Regions from separate parts of the Pan troglodytes genome. Here region 2 is linked to region 1. Evidence: chromatin contacts called from public Hi-C data. All regions are on one chromosome and are shown on one strand. Each heading gives the region's core, a stretch centred on a gene start, on an enhancer-like site or on the middle of the called end of the contact. The rest is flanking DNA. Distances are from core to core; before and after follow the strand shown. Region 1 holds the start of CAV1 (caveolin 1). Region 2 overlaps LOC104007375 (a long non-coding RNA gene).

What was found. Hi-C and Micro-C count contacts between places; a contact is called where the count stands out from the background.
Region 2: a Hi-C map of stem cell-derived neural progenitor cells shows a contact between it and region 1, with 4 times the contacts expected there. The contact joins the enhancer-like site here to the promoter of CAV1 in region 1. A contact is called at or near these places in 2 of 7 Hi-C or Micro-C datasets (blood and stem cell-derived neural progenitor cells).

Annotation. Positions count from the first base shown.
Region 1 is chr6:131,907,750-131,910,525 of NHGRI_mPanTro3-v2.0_pri, reverse strand. It overlaps CAV1 (caveolin 1), which reads right to left and starts at 1,437. Exons shown (of 3, transcript NM_001135818.1): 1 at 1,131-1,437. The coding sequence starts at 1,160.
Region 2 is chr6:131,966,089-131,968,953 of NHGRI_mPanTro3-v2.0_pri, reverse strand. The region is part of intron 2 of LOC104007375 (a long non-coding RNA gene); the gene reads left to right. Among named protein-coding and RNA genes, the nearest start is that of CAV1, 58 kb to the right of the region's middle. Within about 2 kb of position 1,608, at least 1 of the 24 cell types and tissues checked has an H3K27ac peak or open chromatin away from gene starts, as enhancers often do.

The DNA of each region.
Region 1 (2,776 bases), core at 188-2,687:
AGGCCCCCGCCCGCGCACGCCCCGGCTCAGCACGCAGGACCCGCAGGACCCGCAGGACCTCGGCGGCGAGGGGGCAGCCCCAGGCTTCTCCCGGACTCCCTAAGCCGAGCCGCTCTCGCCCTGAGCGCTTCACCTGTTTCGCGTTCCCCGGCCCCTATTACCCCTGCCCCGGTAATCCCTTCCAGCTTTATCTAAGATCCAACAGCAGCCGCCCGACCCGTGGAATGTTCCCTTTATCGCTGCTTCTTGGCCGCGTCCCCCTCGCACCTGCCCGCGCCCCCCACCCTGCCTCGGCCCTCTCTTGTCCCTCCACGGCTCTCCCTGCTCAATCCGCCGTGATGATCACAATCCCGAAAGTCCCCATTTTTGGCGGAGCCAGGCACCAGACCCCCTAAACGTCCTAGAACTCAGTCTCACCTGCGCAGCTCCCCCGACCCACCCTCAGGGCACTCCCAGGCTGCGGGCGGGTGGCTGAAGGGCAGCTGCGTGTTGGAAGACGAGGTTTCCACACCCGGGCAGAGCTCCAGCGCGTGGAGGGCGTTGGAAGTGATGGTGGCAGTTTGGGGAGGGGAGGTCTACCTCTCTCGGAACACCCCTGCCAGACGCCAAGATGCAGAAGGAGTTCTTGAGATGGTTCAAGAACTTTGGAAAGTGCAAACACACCGCGCGCCGCCTGCGGGACCTGCCGGTCTGGGCGCCTGGCGGAGAGTCCCGGGGACTGTCCCCAGGACTCGGGTAAATAACACCTCCACCCTGCACTCCACCTCTTCGAACCCCCAGCAGGCAGGGCTGGACCGCGGGGGTCCCGCGACAAGGGAGCATCCTAGACCCATCCAGAAAACGCGTCCTGGGCCCAACAGACCCAATCTCAGGACCCCAATCCCCTTTTCCGTGTCCTCCTAGCTCAGGGGCTCCCTAGGCCCCCTCTCCATTAGGAAAACATAAAACATTCCTGGCTTCTCTTCACCTCCCCGCCCAGGCCCATTCCTCGGCGGTGCCAACGCCAGAGGAGTGCTCCGAAGTGGAGAGAGGGCTGGGGCCAGGGCAGCAGTCGGGATATTTGGAGAGGCAGATAGCAGAAGCGGACACTCCCCGCGCGCCCGAGCCGGCGCGCCCCCACGGATGCCTACCTCCGAGTCTACGTATTTGCCCCCAGACATGCTGGCCCGTGGCTGGATGAAAGCTGTGAGGAGGTTTCCCTGGGCTGTGCTTTAAGGGAACTGAGGAAGGAAGATCTTGTATTGTATGGGGGGAAAAAAGGCGCTGGCGGGGGGCGGTGGCTGGGAGGGAGCCTCCTGGCCGCCCGCCAAAGGTTTGTTCTGCTCGCGGTTGGCCCGGACGTGTGCTGCGCCGGGTCTAGGCACATCCCCAAGGTTCTGGCAGCAGAGGGCGGGGAGCGCCCGCAGCGAGCAGAGAGCGAGTGAGAACGTTTCTCCCGCGCTGGGGTGCTTGGGCAGATTATTTTAAACCTGAGGCAACATTTTCCCTGCTCTGAACCACCGAGAGGCGTCCCGGGGAGAGCGAATGTTTTCGCAGTGCATCATCTCAGCAGGGGTGGAGGGAGCCGACGCGCCTGCAGAGATGCCCAGTATGGGCAACCAAGGCGGCAGAAACAATCCACAATCCTGCCCTGTCCTAAGCCGTCCCTTCCCACCTCCCCCACCCCCCGCCCATCGCCCAAGTTCCATCTCTGCCTTAAGACACATCTGTCTCCCTGTTTCACAGAGGGAGGGATGAAAGACGGCTAGGAACCTTTAGGTACATTTCACATCTAAACTTTGTGGATCCCTTATGGAAGGAATCTGTGTGGGTGCCTGTGGTGTACTTTTGGTGACACTCGTTTACATCTAGTCGGTGTGGATGGAAACTTAAGCAGGCATGCAGAATTTAACATTTCCCATCCATTTCTGAAATGTCTCCCAAACGCTTCGAAATAAGAAATGAAGATCTTTAACTTTTCTATAATTTTATTACCGATATTTTCTGGAACAATGGAATTTTATGCCAACAGGTTATGCCATATTTGCAAAATACACAAAATGTTTATAATTGTAGAATTATTTAAAGCTTCAAGTTTATTACCAGAGAAGATTTTTTTTTTTAATGTGCTTGGCTGTGAGGAAAGACTTGACTTTTCTAATTGACTAGACTTAAAAAAAATGTGATAGCGATTAAAGTATTTTATCTGTTCCTGAATCTGGGGCTTCTGTCTTTACTTTATTGTAAAGAAGCACAAAATGAATTAAATAGTAATCAGTCATTTTACTCTTGAGCTGTAATTAATCAGGAAACTCATTATCCAAAAATGAAAGGACATGTTACTTACGCTTCCATATGCAGTCAAAAGTCAAAGTATCACTTGAAATTATTTTTTAAAAAAGCTGGAGTACACTTGAAGGGGCACAGGTTGAAATTAAAATAGAGAGGGGAATGTGGGTTGGGAGTAAGAGGGAGGAGAAAGGGAAATGGATGGAATGCTGAAAGAGTTGATTATTTAGTTAGAGAGAAGACACAAAAGTATAAAAGAACTATAAAGCACAGGCTATTGTTGGTAGCAAAAATTTTTGGAACAAAAGATCAGTTTTAACTAAGAATGGCAGGGAAAGTGTCACAATGTTACAAATGTTGGCATGCCTGTAATTATGTTGGCCATTCATGATTAGCAGACTAAAGATCTTTCAAAAGTTGGATTTTCCCAAATACCACATTAGTGGGAGCTAAATGATGAGAACTCATGGAAACAAATAGGGAAAAAACAGGCACTGGGGCCCACTTG
Region 2 (2,865 bases), core at 359-2,858, 58 kb before region 1:
AGTTATTTATAAGCCAGTGTACCATTCTTAAGTAGCTAATTCCTTTTGTTGTTTATCCAGAGAACCTCTCCAAGGTACTAAGAAAGTAGAAACATCCACACTTTGGGTGGTTAACTCAACATTGACATTGATTTTTGAGACATTGATATTAACATTGATTTTTAGGCAAAATAATGGAAACTACCAGGCCCCTAGTGCCACAGACTCTTCTCACAACCCTGGGTTTGAGTACTTCCTGCAAACCAAATATTGTATAGTAGTCCTGGAACATGGCCTATCTATCATCAAGAAAACCAGGTGTTACAAAGGTCTAATTTCAGATACATTGAGTAAGAATCCAATTCCTGTCAGTGGATGCAGGAGTTTCAAGAAACTTCATTCTTCTTTTGGGGTCAAACTTAAAAGAAGTTTGAAAATGCAATCAATTTCAGATTTCCAGTCACTTTGTTTCCTAAAAAGTTAGAGTTTGTTTTGATAATCCTTGTGGTACTGATAGAAATACAGGGATAGATTAATTTTTTTCTTTCTTGGTCTTTTTGGGCCAGGAGAAGGTTTTTGAGACAGCTTGCTGGGATGGGGGTGGAGGTGGCTCTGGTCACAGGACAGGGTGAAGCCCTGGGTGGTATTTGTGAGCCAGTATCAGCAACACTAGTACTGGCCAGTAGTAAGTGAAATGTTAGCAAATCACAGTCACAGGCTAAATTCAGTCCACTGCCTATTTTTCCCCCAATAAAACAGTTTTATTGGAACACAGCCATGCCCATTCATTCACCTATTATCTCTGGTTGCTTTAGTGCCAAAATGGCAACGTTCACTCATTGTGACAAAGACCATATGACCTGCAAAGCCTAAAAAATATTTGCTATCTGGTCTAGAAAAAGTTTGTTAAACTCTGTAGTAAGCTATTCACAGAATTAGAAGAGAATTGGTTGAAAAATATTCAACATGTCTCTATCAACTTTTGGGAGTCAAGACCTAACTCAAAGAGGCCACCTGTTGGCTTGAAAGTGGCAACCCTGCAATTTGGAGTCAGTTCCTCAAAGGCTAACAGCAGTGAGACACATGCTGGTCTCCAGTTAGCACTTACAGTTTCAGTTTCAAAAACTCATTGTAAAAATAGGCTTATGTTTTTCAGAACTTGATGGAAATTATGAACTAGTATTTGGTACAATTTAGAATTTTGTGCTAGCAAAAAATTGCTCATTGGAGACCTCCTAGAAAATACTGGAGACCTCCTAGAAAATGTTTCCAGGACTGTTGTCTTTTTATTCAGCCTACAGGAATGCTTGACCCTTTCTTTCTTTCTTTCTTTCTTTCTTTCTTTCTTTCTTTCTTTCTTTCTTTCTTTCTTTCTTTCTTTCTTTCTTTCTTTCTTTTTTCTTTCTTTCTTCCTTTCTTTCTTTCTTTCTTTCTTTCTTTCTTTTTCTTTCTTTCTTTCTTCTTTCTTTTTTTCTTTCTTTCTTTTTTTTTGGAACTCTGTTTTCCCCTTGGGTCTCATCGTTCTCAGATTTTTTTTTAAACTAGTGAGTCAGACCCCTGTTACAATGAGAAAAATGTTCAGTCTCACAGTCCCTTGCTATCGTGAGAGATGGCACTGAGGCGTAAAGATGTCACTGGATGAACTAAATATAGTCCCAGCAATGCACTGGCTCCCAGGCCCATCCACTCTCTGTAGAGAAGGGCTGCCACATGTTACAAGCCTCCTCCTCTTTCTTTGCCCTGTGCTTTTTACATTGCTCTGAGGAATCTTTCCCCTCAGGGTAGAGCTGATGAAAGAAACATTCCTAAATTCCCTGAAGACATGCTAGACTCGGGAGCTGCATGAACCCTTTTCTGGAGGAAACTCACTGATTGTGGTGACCAAGCAGCATTGGGAGCCTCAAGAAGCCTAGTTAGGCTTGTTTTCTTTCCTGTCTTTAACAAATTCGCTATGCATTTGGGTGGCTGCACTTAGCCCTGTGACACCACATGGCGGAACTTTGCAATTTGCTTCTTGGTACCAATGAGTTGGGCAATGTAGTTTACAGGTTAAATGATGGGAATGGGCAGTTCTAATGACATTAAAAATATTGATGGGATAAAATCACATGGGAGAGGGATGAAACAATACTATATTTAAACCAAAAAAGGATTGTCCAGCTGATTTAAAATCTCCTCACTTGTGTGCGGCTGGTGTGCTTAGTCTTCTCAGTGGTTTCCATGAGAAGGTAGGATCCTGAGTTGATGACCCTTCTCCTTACTGATCCCCCTCCTTCCTAGGAATGGAGCTTAGACCCCATCCTGCAGGAAGACAGCTGCCCCAGCAGAGGGAGGATGAAAATTATGGCTTTTCCTCTGACTCACTGTGCGACCATGGAAAATTCCTGATTAAAAAACATGGAAGAGTCAAAGCTTTTCCCTTGAGAAACATCTCCTGTGTCTCCCACCCCTCTACTCACCCACGTATTTCAAACTGTCTCCTTGGGCAGTATGGAGAGCTGGGACCTCCACAACTGTGAGAGGGGAAAAAGCTACAGACAGCTGGGGTCACTCACTTGGCTGGGAGCCTAGCTTTGGTCGTGGGTGACTGTGTTGGATAATGTAAGTCCAGCTGCTATAACAGATAAACCTTCAAATATTAGTGGCTCACACAATGGAAATTTCTTACGCATGGAAAAGTCCATTAGTGCTGGAGGGTGGGGTAGGCTGTGGGCTGTGGGGGATGGTACTTTCCTATGTGTAGTCTTTTTTTTTTTTTTCAGACAGCGTCTTGCTCTGTCCCCCAGGCTGGAGTACAGTGGCACGATCTTGGCTCACAACAGCCTATGCTTCCCGGGTTTAAGTGATCCTCATTCCTCAGCCTACCGAGTAGCTGGGATTATAGGC